Linked DNA regions of Astyanax mexicanus: region 2 is linked to region 1. Evidence: chromatin contacts called from public Hi-C data. All regions are on one chromosome and are shown on one strand. The core of a region is the stretch at or near the end of the contact, and the rest is flanking DNA. Distances in the headings are between cores, read along the strand shown.

Region 1 (6,779 bases), core at 2,619-5,118:
GTTTTATTTGAGATTTATTATGTCCTTTTTGTCAGGTGTACAACAGAATAGCAGTGGCAACACAGCAGTCAGGTACTATGCTTTACAATGGTGTTTCTTCACATCTCCACAGGATTCAAATAATGTCCACAATTGTTTTTAGGAGGATTAATGGAGCTGTCGGTGATTCACGGGTGACTTACGTTATTCCAAACCTGAATGATGATGCATGTTTAAATGACTCATAGAGAGAGAAAGAGAATAAGAGTAATAGGCATTAATTGCTTTTCCAGTTAACCACACACACACACACACACACACACACACACACACACACTGCGTACAATTAAAAAATATCCCAGACAGTTTGGAGCAGCTTGGAGGCGAACCCAGTTGCACTTGCCGATTTCCATGAGCTGTGTGTCTTGGCAGTAATTGAATCAAGAGAGCCAAGAGTGGGTCTAAAGGAGAGAGAGGGAGATGCAGAGAGAGAGAGAGAGAGAGAGAGAGAGAGAGAGAGAGAGACAGACAGACAGAGAGAGAGACATCAGTTAAAGAAGCAGGACGGTGAGATGAGCTCCTGTCAGACTCGACCAAGCATGACCAACTCTGTCATCTCCCCCAACCTCAACACACTGACATGCATCTAAGACTGACAATATCTCTCTCTCTCTCTCTCTCTCTCTCTCTCTCTCTCTTTCTCCCTCGCTCTCTCCGTCTCCATGCTCAGTCAGCGTCCAGGAGGCATCAGTCTTGGATCACTACGCTCAATCAAAGCCTGGTCGGGAAAGAGACGCATAATGTGACAGAGACAATGTCTCTTTGATGCCGCCTCGTCAGCCAGGAGAGCCAGACGATTCAAGAGAGACAGAGTAAGAGAGATAGAGAGAGAGAATAAGAGAGAGAGAGAGATAGAGGGAGAAATAATGCTTTTAATATATATCATATTTATTAGATTGATTTTTTTGTAAAAAAAGATAAACAGAATGTGTGGAAGAGAAACAGTTGGCGTTAAAGTAGGAGAACAAACAGGATAGACAGACAGACAGACAGACAGACAGACAGACAGACAGACAGACAGACAGACAGACAGACAGACAGACAGACAGACAGACAGACAGACAGATAGATAGATAGATAGATAGATAGATAGATAGATAGATAGATAGATAGATAGATAGAATCCATACAGGAGTGCTCCTCAAAAATTTAGTAGAAAGCCTTCTTCCCTGGACAGTAGGGACAGTTACTCCAACAAAAGCAGAATAAACTCTTTTTTAATTATTTTAATATTGGGAGAAACACAAAAGAACCAAATATCCCAAAACTTTTGTCTGTAGAAAAAGAGAAAGAAAGGGAGAGACTTACACAGACAGATAGAGAAAGAGGGAAAGAAAGTGTATGTGTGTGTGTGTGTGTGTGTGTGTATGTAGACTCCATAAGGTGTGGATCAGCCTTCACGCCACAGCTGTATTATGTCTAATCCCGCGGCTGACCCCTAGGTCGTCACTATTTGATTAATTGGTCACAGTTTTAATTAGCGAGGCCCTTCAAGACCACCCAAATCGAATAAAAGTGCACGACTGCGATGCAGTGAAATAAAACACTGTGATGAAGGCTATCAAAGCCACTTTGCGATATTATCTCCTCATTTCATTTTGATTGTTTTACCTGCAGGCCCATCTCCTTCCTCTGCCCTTTCCCTAACAGCGGCGGTGGCCGGGCCAAACGAGGGGGGAATGGGGGCGCGGGATAATAATAATAATAATATTTTTTTGTGGTTATGTAATGTCGTTTAAAGCTTAATGCAATTTATATCAAACCCATCACGTCTCTGGAGCTGCAAATGTGCTCTGAGAGCAGGATATCTTCATCACTGTGAAGACGGACACCCAGTAAGGCAGTGCTCACAGTGCCCTCTAGTGGGTCTGAGGGCAAGACTGTCACTGGTCAGAGTCACTAGGGTGACACACGAGCCGGAGGGGAGGGGGGGGTTCTTCAGGGCTACAAGAGCTGTCAGTCAGAGAGGTTCTCTGTGGGGTAAAGGGAAAACCCCAGACCTGGTTTTCACTTTCTCTTCACACTCACACACTCACACTCACACACACACACTCATGCAGACTGTAACAGTTTTTCCCTCCTCCCTTTATCTTCTGTCTAGAAATGGAATTAAAGCTCTGTGATCAATACAGAAGTATTTACACCGTGTAGATGGTGGTAAAAAGTCAATCTGAGTAACTTTCCTCCATTAAATTTGTAACCCTTGATTCTTTTATGGTGTCACATTTTCTTAAAGGGCCTATATCAAGGCTCAATCTTCCTTATATATGTTTATATTTTAATATATATACTGATCAGCCACTTTCACAATTATGATCCTTTGTTTTTACCACTGTGTTCTAGGAAAACGTTCTAGGAAGGTGCCTCGGGTCATCCAGTTCTTCTAGTCCAGACACTCCAATCCTTTAAGTAGAGGTGAGAGGAGCTGACATAAACATTGACAATGTTTAAAAACCCTAAAAAACACTACATATTCAGACTGGCATTTATATAATGCAATAAAATATACAGCAGTACATATAACAACAATAACGGTTTTAATACCACCTATTTTACATTGTTGGCATAAAAAAGTATTTTAGTCCTCGCAACATTTTAAATGAGGCACAATGCAGAGCAAATAATCCTTTTAATAATTAGAGATAAATGATATTATAGTGTATGTGTTTTACTGTGGCATTGTTTGTTTTGTGTACAAACAAAAAACATAAGTTTGATCTAAAAGCTGTTCAGCATCCTAAATTACACAATCAGGCTCAACATTCTGGTGTTGAAATAATGTTGAGCTCTTGAAAACGATCCTAAAAGAGAGCAATACAAATAGCAAATACAGCTCTGGGAAAAAAATTAGACCACTTAAAATGATGAGTTTCTTTGATTTTACCCAATTGAAAACCTCTGAAATATAATCAAGAGGAAGATGGATGATTACAAGCCATCAAACCAAACTGAACTGCTTGAATTTTTGCACCAGCAGTGGCACAAAGTTATCCAAAAGCAGTAGAGTAAGACTGGTGGAGGAGAAAATGTCAAGATGCATGAAAACCGTGATTAAAAACCAGGGTTATTCCACCAAATACTGATTTCTGAACTTTATGAACATTAACTTGTTTTGTTTGCATTATTTGGGGTCTGAAAGCTCTGCATCTTTTTTGTTATTTCAGACATTTCTCATTTCCTGCAAATAAATGCTCTAAATGACAATATTTTTATTAATGTTAATTTTACTCAAACATAAACCCATAAATAGCAAAATCAGAGGAACTGATTCAGAAACTGAAGTGATCTCTTAATTATTTCCAGAGCTGTATATTGTAAAATAATAGAAAAGTTTCTTCTTTTATTAAGTTACAGTTTCTGTGTGGCTGATGTGATTTTCCATGTAGTTTGTGTAGTTTTCTGTGTTGATAAGCTAGTTGATATGGTGTTTATACTGTAGTCAGTTGCTCGGATGGATTTGGTGGTGTCACATGTGGTTGCTGTGGTATTTCAGGTGATTTCTCTTTTATTGCTACATAGCTGGTTGCTATGATGCTGCTAAGTGGTTGCAGTGTTTCTACAATGATATTTCACGAGTGGTATTTATGGTGTTGTTATAGTATGTTATGGTAAATTGGTATCCAAGGTGGTTGTTGTGGAGTTGCTAGGTGGTTTCTAGATTAGAAAAAAAGAGTAAATGATCTGCTGTTTGCAGCAATAATAATAAATGTGTTCTGGGCGGTAAGTTGACCTGCACAGCTAAAACAGCCCCACAGAGTAGAGCGGTCCAGGCCAGCGGTCAGTGTCACAGCAATGCGGACAGGCTACAAACAAACACCCAGACCACAGCCGGTCAGAAAACTGCAAACATGCTGTAACAGAGAGAGAGCAGGGCATCTGAGGACGAGTGGAAGAAGTGAGATCACTGAGCTGCAGATCTCAGACTCTGCCAGGTTTGTTTAGCTGCTTCCTCACCAGCTTTCTCCTGGGAAACCTTTCACATTTCTCCATTATTATGTCACACACTGGTTGCTCATGACAACAATCACTATTGACAACAATCTTGACAACAATGGCTATGCTGCGTACACATCAAAGAGACGAGCGCGAGAGATGAGGGAAGAGTAGCTTCAAACTCTAGATTAAAATTCACTCCTATATCTCTCTCTCCCTGACTCTCTCTCTCTTTCTTTTCTTCGCTCTATTCATCTCATCCTAGAATATCTCATTATTCGTCTCATTTTCATTTCCTCTCTTTCTTCCTCTTTTATTGTTTTTTCCTTTAATTTCACTAGTTCTTCTTTATCCTCATTTCATCTTCTTACTTTTTCCTTTTTTCCCTGCATACTTATTCTATACTCTCTCAATCATTCTCTCATCCTGTTTTTTTTCTAATATTGTCTTTAAATCTTGTTGTTTATTCTTATTTCTCCTTCCATTCTTCTCTTTCTTCTTTTTTCATCTTCTTTCTCTCTTTCCTTCACTCTCTCTCTCTTACACACCTTCTACATCTTGCCCTTTTTATATCTATCTGTTTTGTCCAGTTTCTTTTGTTTTATTTTATTTGTTCCCTTTATCAGTCATTCTCACCCATTAATTTGAAATGGTCTCTTTATCCTCATCCATGATTTTTCCTATGATTTATCCTAATACTTTTTTGATTGGTACTTTCTTTGTTTCTTTCTTTGTCTTTTTTTCCACTTTCTACTTTTCTGTTCTATTTCTCCAGTTTTATCCTCTATTTTATCATCTACCTTTCTTTCTTCACACTTTTAAATGACATATCTCTCTTTCTTTTAATAATTTGTGTCATCTCTCATTTCATTCTCTCTGTCTTACTTCATGTCTTCTTTCCAAAGGAAAATCTTCTTTCTCTGGCTTTAGTATAAACTTCATTATATGGACAAATGTTTTGGGACACCGCTAATGTATTAATTCACCTGGAATCAAGAAATTAATATAGAGTTTCTTCTACTTTTGTTGGGGTAGCTGTTAAAGGAAGAGTATTAGATATTCAATGATCACCTGCCCCCCTGTCCCCAACTCCCCAACTCATCCGAAAAGTACTGGATGGATCACCATCATTCCAAATTCCTCTTTAGCAATATTTCTCTACAGGTACTACACAAGCTGCATGTATATTTACACATCTGTGTCAGCAATGGGTGCAACTTTAATTAGAAGGAGTGTCCACAAACATCTGGACATATTTGTTTAGTATATCTGTGCATCTGTTTCTCTGATCTCTGATCATTCAGAAAAGTCTGATTTTTATATTTATTTAAATGTCACTCCAGTTTCTTTTTTCCCTCGTTTTTCTTCCCCCAACAATAAATCTGAGTGTCTGCACACTCTGGTGGCACTCGTCTTTCTTCCTCTCTTTTCCGTCTCCTTCCCTGAAAGTGAAAGACTTTAATTTTGGAAATGGCCACTTGCTGCATTTAGCTCTGCCTGTAAAACACAGAGGTCATTCAAGGATACCCTGACGCCGGCTCAAGCTGGAAACTTTCGGCTCTCGTCACCAACACATACTTTCTCCTTTTTTTCCTCTCTCCACAACGGAAAAGATTGTATTAGCCAAATTTATTAACCAATCACAGCTCTCCGAGCACTCCAGACTTGTGTGTGTGCGTTCCAGTTCCTTACAGCAATCCTAGGCTTCATCTCAATTGTGTCTGACACACCAATACCATAAGATATATACTGTATAGTACGAAAGTTCTGATCAGATTATTTTGTCTTTTAAAGCTGGATTTTAGCCAATACTGATCCAATCTGATATTTGTGTGTGTATAAATAATACAGCCATAGAATGGCCATATAATATAATGTTTATTAATAGCCAATAATACAGTTTAGAGAAGATGTGCTGCTAATTAATACTGATAACTCTATTTGGCAAGAGTTTACAGTACCAGTCAAAGGTTTCTTTATTTAATTTATTTCCTACAATGTAGATTAGTATTAAAGATATGAAAACAATTAAGAGACACATATGGAATTATGTAGTAAACAGTAAAAAAACAAGTGTTAGTCCTCCACCTGACTCAATCTTCTCATCTAAACCTGATGAACTGAGATGGTGATTTGAGGTGATTTAATTGGGATGAGCTGGAGCTTCACAGCGTGAAGAAAAGCAGCAAATATTGTTCAGCACCTCCAGGAACTCCTTCCTTCAAGACGCTGAGAAAACTATTCCAGGTGACTCTCCCTCATGAAGACACTGAGATTAAAATACCAAGAGTGTGCAGATCTGTCCTCAAAAAAATAAGTGATACTTAGAATAATCTAAAGTATAAAACATAATACTGGTTTGTTTAACACTAAAGTCTTTAATATTATAATTGACAATGTAAAAAAGCATAAAAGAAAGAAAACACATTGAATGACACTGTGTGTCCAAACTTTTGACTGGTACTGTATAAAATAAGACATTCTGGGCAGACTTATTTAATTCAGTTTTTAGACTTTTCTGTTTAAAAGTCTGACCAACCTACCTGACCATTCTGCTCCTAGCTTCTGTAGTAGTACCCCTTCTGGACTGATATCTGATATCTGTTGTTTTCGGTCGACTACTGATGTGTAGTAACTGTTGTTTAGTGGGTGAATGTGCTATGACTTATGCTATGTTTCTGCAACGTTTGCGTATTATATTATGAACATTAGCGTTAGCATTAGCGCCCACTTGGTTCTAAACACACTGTTTTGTGCTGGTTTTAAAGCAAAGTAAGGTGTGCAGTTCTCCTGCTGTCAGACAACAA
Region 2 (6,779 bases), core at 1,384-3,883, 220 kb before region 1:
GAGAACCTCAATCGCCTGAGGGTTTACTACCTGGCTGGATTTCAATCATGCTCTGACTGAATATTCTCAAGGGAAGAAAAGCGGCATGTAACACCCTCGCCTGTCACACCGCTATGCTGCGTTATCATACTAAACCCAGCCTCCTTCTTGGATTATTTTTCATATTTCCATGTGTCATTGATTTTCTAGCTTTGGGAGCCAGTCAGAGGCCTAGTAGAGAGTCCTCAAGACCTTCTCTCAATCATAGAAGCTCAGGAGACCCACACAGTGTTAAAGTCACCACATGTTTTGGCTACTATACTGGCTATGAGGTCTAATATTAGTACACTAAAATCACTATAAATATGTCTTCTAATTATACCTAGGTTTATTTTTAAGGCGTTTTTTTATTAACTATGTGAGGTTTAGAATGACATGTTGCCAAATCATGCATTTTTCTTCCTTTTTGAATTGAAGCTCCTCTAAAATCCTAAAAGTCTGGGTGAAAGGCAATCATATTAAAACATAGTATTATAACTTACAATGTAGTTTTATGATGTACCATGTAAATGTTCACAAAAGTTGCCAACTCATTCATTTTCCTCCATTCTGTGAACATAGGCTGTTTAAAAAACATAACTTAAAACAGACTCCTTTACCATTCTGGATGGTATTATATAGATACCTGTGCACTTTGTAGGGTTATGAAATAAGGGATCACCCTAGCTAATAAATGCAAAGTAAGTTTGAGTGTCTGGAATCTTCAAAGTGTCAAGCAGTGGGTTGCCAAATCATGCATTTTCCAAGTGTCTATACATCTAAGCCTAAACCATTCATATTATTAAGATGAGATTTAACATATATATATATATTTTAACTTTCTTTACAGATATACACATATAGGTTGCCAAATAATTAAGTTTTCTCTTTTCATTGCACTTATACTAGTCTAAGACTCTTAAACACAGCAGTGCTCCCTTAACAGTGTTACAGTAACTTACTCCACTCCACTAGCTATCAGCGGGAGGCGACACTGACTTGCACTTTGACAGCGCACTCAGCTGCTGCAGGCTTGCGCTCCTTTTACTCACAAACCGCCTGCTTCCTTTGCTTAATTGCAAAAAAAAATACTCCAGCAACACATTGCTACAACTACTACAACTGCTGCTGCTACTATTACTATACTCTTTCTGCTGAACCTAGGCATGGCATGGCAGCGAGGTTGGCAAGGCTTGTGCAAGCGTGACAGACACGGCTGGCATTTCAATTCAAAGCCATGCACACACACGCACATAGCTCACATACATGCAAGTTAGGCGCCCATTTAGCTATCTAACCACAACCACAGCGCCTCAGCCAGTCAGAAGAGGGGAAGCATGTTTTTGAATCAGCTGCGTGCGTAACGCTGTGGATAAGACTACTTTTTTTTTGCTTTTAATGTTATTATACGTTTTCTGCTTATTATAAAGATATATATTACTCTTATCACCTGTTGCCATAATTATTTTAGCGTGACACTACTGGTATTTAAATTTAACGCCATGCACACACACATATTATATTTATATAACATACATGCAACTTAGGCGCACATTTAGCTATCTAACCACAACCATAGTTAAACTGACAGAGTCAGCCAGTCAGAAGCCAGTTTTGAACCATGTTTTTGGACAAGGCATTACTCACGATGTGGGTATTGCGCACAATATTTTATTATTGTATTATTTATTGTATTATAAGGAAATTCATACAAAAAAAGCTGTTATTGTTATTATAGTATTATTCAAGCATGACACACTACTGGTATTTAAATTTAAAGCCATGCATACACACACACAGATATGAATGCAAGTTAGGCGCCCACTTTGCTAAAGCAAACCACAACCACAGTCACAGTGTCAGTCTCAGCCAGTCAGAAGCAGGGGGCAGCCTGTGTTTGAATCAGAGGCGTGCGTACCACTCTCTCTATATCTCTCTCTCGCGCTCTCTATGGATCCATGCATATATAACTTATATGGGCATTGCGCATTTTAAAGCCATCTATCATGCACTATAAAGAATGAATTACCTGTTGCCAGTATTCTTCAAGCGAGGGCAGCGCTGAGAAGTAGCCCGTGTCGTGGACGATCTGGAGCTCCTGAAAAATGCTGCACATGGGTAGCACATCCATGGCAAAATCCCAGCAGAAAGAAGGGAAAGAGGGGTAAAACCAGAAGGGGGGGAAAGCTGTGGAAGTTCTAAAGTTATCTGGGGCTCGCAGAGCTTCCCGTCGTTTCTCTCCGCGTCTGTCTTCTCGCTCTCTGTCGGGAAGACCACCTCGTTTGCGCTCGTGACAGCGGAGAGAGGGTCCTCCTTCTCTTTCGTCTTCGTCTCGGTCGTACTATTCTCGCGGGTGCGTGTGTCTCGCACATGCAACAGCGGAGCAGTGGAGCGTCGCTTGTGCGCGGATGGTCCTGTGAGTGTGCGTGCTGTGTGCGTGTCCCTCACGCTCTCTCACGCTGGATAGAGCTTGCTCGCATGGACCAAACACACACACACTCTCTCTCTCTCTCTCTCACGCGCTCGCTCGCGCTCTCTCTCTCTCTCTCAGATACTGAAGTTCAGCTGGAAGCCCTGCTGCTGCTGCTGCGCTCTGTCAAACTTCTCTATTCAAACCTCGCAGCCCCCTCGCCCCCCGCCCTTGCTTTATTTTTCAGATTTTTTTCCCCGCAAACGGACCAATCAGAGGCGACCAGGTTGCGCGGGCGCATATGATATCACCTTGAGCCAATCACCGCGCCTAATGCAGATCAACTCGCCTCTTCTCCATCCTCATTGGCCCGCTCATCGTCCGGCCCCGCGCTCTGATTGGCCGGCTATTTTTAGACCCATATATAAAGGACTTGGGTACAGACACACTCTCTCGGCTTCTGCTTTTTTATTTTTTGACGGTGGCGGCGGTGGTGGTGTTGCTGCTGCTGGTTCACTCCGTGCCACAGATCCACTTTAACTCACTTCAGCTCACTTTAGCTTACTCCAGTTCCCTTTACAGAGCCTGTAATCACCCCAAGCCCATATTTAAGCAACACCTTCTCCATTTCTGGTACATACTGGTGGCTTTTTTGAACTCTTGGCATTTCAGTAGCCAAGTTCTTTTCCTAATGCTCTCTTACTATTTATTCACTTATATTCACTTTTATTAACTTTCAAAACTATGGAAGCCAGTTCCCGTTACCTCAAAAAAAAATAAATCTAAATAAATAAATCCAGCAGCTGTCCAGCACATTTTTAAGTCATTATTTTAAGATAGTAAGTTGTTATTTTGAGATACTCTCATAATTCTGAGATACAATCTAAATATTTTGAGATAGTAATTCATTATTCTGAGAGTTACATTATGAGATAGCACATTACTTAATAATAAGTACTTAATAATTATGGATAATGGATTTTTTTTTTATTTTAGGTGGCGTGCATAGTCTTTCATACAAAACAAACCTTACTACACTGTAAAAAAATATTTTTGCTTTGGTTCTTAAACAAGTAAACACGTCCACAAACTACCACAGAGAAGGTGTTTGGTCCAGACTTTTGGACTTTTCAGTTTGGTCCGAACCAAAGTAGCAGGTGTGAAAGGGAATGCGAACCACCATCTAAAGGACTAAAAGAACCAGAGCGGAACTTCTAAAGCATGGTCTGGTTTATCTGCAATGTAAAATCACTTGCCTAGATGGTTCAACCTAGACTTTTTACTGGAAGTTGACGTAGTCTTTAATCAAACCAGAGGGCTTTGTGATTTTTCTCTCCGCAAAAAACAATTACAATGTCATTAGAGATCAGATTTTTCAACTCATGTTTGGGGACAAAACAAATCTCAGATCAGCTGCTTGCGCTTTCTTAGGCTCGGACCAAAACACACACAAAAAAAAAAAATCAAAATATGTCATTAATTTGCTTAAATATAAATTTGGTAAAAATTTTAAGCTGTCTAAAGTAAGCTAGAGTGCTAAAGTGTATGGCAAGTCATTCTAAAATAACCATTTATAGCCATCCCTAGGTGCAATATTACCACTTATTTACTATTTATTTGCTGTTTACTGTATCACGGCCATACAAACTTACGTCGAACCATGTTTCCTCTAATCTTATTTTTCTAGATTTATATATATATTAGTACTTTTATATTCTCTTGTAAAAACTCAGATTAAAGATACAGATAGGATATCATATAAATTGTTATTCCAGATATCTTGAATATGGAAAACTAAAGCGTGCTTTGAGCGCAGGTTCACAAATCAGTTTACTATATTCACTATGAAATTATTTTTCCATTATTTATGTAGCCATAGAAACTCCCAAAAGTTTAAGCTGTTACACTGACATTAGACTGTACACTTACTAACAGGTTAAAGTGTTTTTTAATCACTGTAATGACTTTCAAATGTATTGGAGTCCAAATAAAATGGCACCCACATTAAAACACTTCAGTAAAGTACAAATACAAGACAAAGCTACTTTAGTACAGTAATAAAATACATGTACTTTTTACTGCCTACCACTGCTGCCCTTTAAATTGATTTTGGCTCAGTTCTTAAACAAGCAAGCATGTCCACAAACTACCACAGAGCTCAACACACACAGCACCACACACTTCCACCAGGGGAGCCACATGGACTGAATCATAGTCAGGGGAGGAGAGCTATGATCAGCACTAATGTGAGCAAACCACTCTTTAAATAGGCACAAACCAGAAGGAAGATGCTGAGCCTTGCAGTGGACTTTCTGACTAATGTACCTTACCAACTGATTGGGCCACATAGGCCTGTTTTCCATGCTCATGACTCACAACAGTGATCTAAATGCTCAAAGTTTCATTACAGGCTGTTGTCCTGGTTTCTGTTTAAAGTCTGTTTGACAAGCATAGTGAATATGTAGGTTAAAGGGGGAAGTCTATGATTCTTCAAAACTTCTGAATAACTACATGGTTATGATGTCAGTCTTTTAGAGAACTTGGTGTGAAATGCTTTGTTTGGGTCTGTAGAGGTGAGTGCAGCTAAAAGCTGTGTAATGAGGGTATGGAAATGTTGATTAATATAAATTTTAGATTTAAAACCAGTTTTATTCATGGCACTGGATGCCCTTAGGTTATATATGTTCATACATATCCAATGTTACTGAGTAAAGAAATGAACAGAAATGAATTTCTTTACATATGCTACTTTGATCCCATAACCTACTCTTCTGACACAGCAAAAACATGCAGCAAAAATCGCAGGTTATCAGCTTATCGACAAGCAGGAACACTGACAGAGAGGCGCCATGATGAGTTCAAAGGCAATGATAGGAAATAGTTTTTACATCCTGTTTCTTGAGGCCTACTGAGGGTTAATAGAAGAACAGAAAGCTGTGCTGCACTCTTCCATGCTTAGTCATACAACTTCCCAATCAGATCAGATTTTTTCACTACTTCTACTTTCCAAAATACTTTCCAGTCCAGTAAACTTTGTATCTTCACTTTTACAGATTTTCTGTACGTCATTTTGAGTGACTACAACTACTTGTGACTCTGGCATTTGTGTTTAAATTTAATCATGAACGGACCAATAGGCTATTGTGGGCAATGTTACCATTTTGATTTTTAGTTTTCAATTACGTTCAGACAAGAATAACTAAATTGAACTACACTGTGCTTTACATACTGACATGATTGCCATTTTTTACTGCTGCTGTCAGATGATTCTTTTTTTCTGATTTCACTTTTTTACCTGGCATATGCACTTTACATTGTGATCAAATTTTATGACAAAAGGACCAATATAAATCCTCCACATATCTTGCTGTGAAATCAGTTTACATAGATTTTATCCTTCTCCTGTAAAGTTTCCATTTTTTGATATATTTATTTTTTTTTGTATGTGTTACATTAACTGTGTAAAAGACTGGGTTTGTTTCCCCTGAAACCACACTGCTGATGCTAAATTGACACCAGGCTTTTCTCTTCTAAAGCTCTGTGCTGCATTTTGCAACCAAAATTTGAAACATGGTTCCTCTGTCCTTTCTCAAAATAGTTGCTTAATTGCTTAGATGAGGCCTAAGTGAAGAAACGTCTCTTTTTCTGAAATTACATAAGACGTAGGACGAAGTTAATTTACACAGCCACCCGTTACTCAGTTCTACTGAGAAGTGGTGAACAACACTTTAACATTTTCCGAACAGAAGTCCATTGTGTACCGCCGCTGTATAGTCTGGTGCTAACCTCCGGAGAACTGAATCCCCATTGTGGCTCTCAGCTGAGGGCATATTTTGTAGGTTGTAGCATCTGATTCAGTCATATGGTGATGGAGCGCCACAGCCTCAGCCTTCAAAGCCATTTCAAGCATGCTTTTCTTTCCCCCCCCCTCTCTTTTCTTTTTTCTCTGTTGTGTGTCTCTGTGGACTCGCCGCGACTGTTCCAAACCGTGTCAAAGTGCAAGCATGCCGGACAGTGTCTCTGCCTCTCTGTGTCCTGCCTGCACTGAAACTGAAAGAGCATCATTGATGACGGCCAAGCCTGTTAATCTCGTCCGTCCCTTTAAGCTCAGCGAGAGGCAGTTTTTTCCCCCCTGCTATTTTCTTTCTATTCTGGTGGAAACAGGATACAATTTCGGAAGCAAGAATTTGAGTGTCTTAATGGGCTGCTTTATATCTGTGTGCTGCACAGAGTATTCATGGTGTTGTGGCTGAGGCTAAACCAGAGGCTCGGACAGTGTGTATCGTGTGGCCTTTGACAGTGTGGCCTACAGTGAATGTGCCCCCTAGTGAATGGTGTGGCTCAGAAGTGC

The links. A called contact is a pair of places that touch in the nucleus more often than the background predicts.
Region 2: a contact with region 1 is called in a Hi-C map of muscle, with 7 times the contacts expected there. The contact joins the promoter of klf6a here to the enhancer-like site in region 1. A contact is called at or near these places in 2 of 3 Hi-C or Micro-C datasets (both in muscle).

Annotation. Positions count from the first base shown.
Region 1 is chr6:47,944,925-47,951,703 of AstMex3_surface, reverse strand. No RefSeq gene overlaps it. Among protein-coding and RNA genes, the nearest start is that of ccny, 39 kb to the right of the region's middle. Within about 2 kb of position 3,868, the one cell type or tissue checked has an H3K27ac peak away from gene starts, as active enhancers do.
Region 2 is chr6:48,163,973-48,170,751 of AstMex3_surface, reverse strand. It overlaps klf6a (Kruppel-like factor 6a), which reads right to left and starts at 2,633. Exons shown (of 4, transcript XM_007238620.4): 1 at 2,048-2,633. The coding sequence starts at 2,149. The region is part of intron 2 of LOC107197132; the gene reads left to right.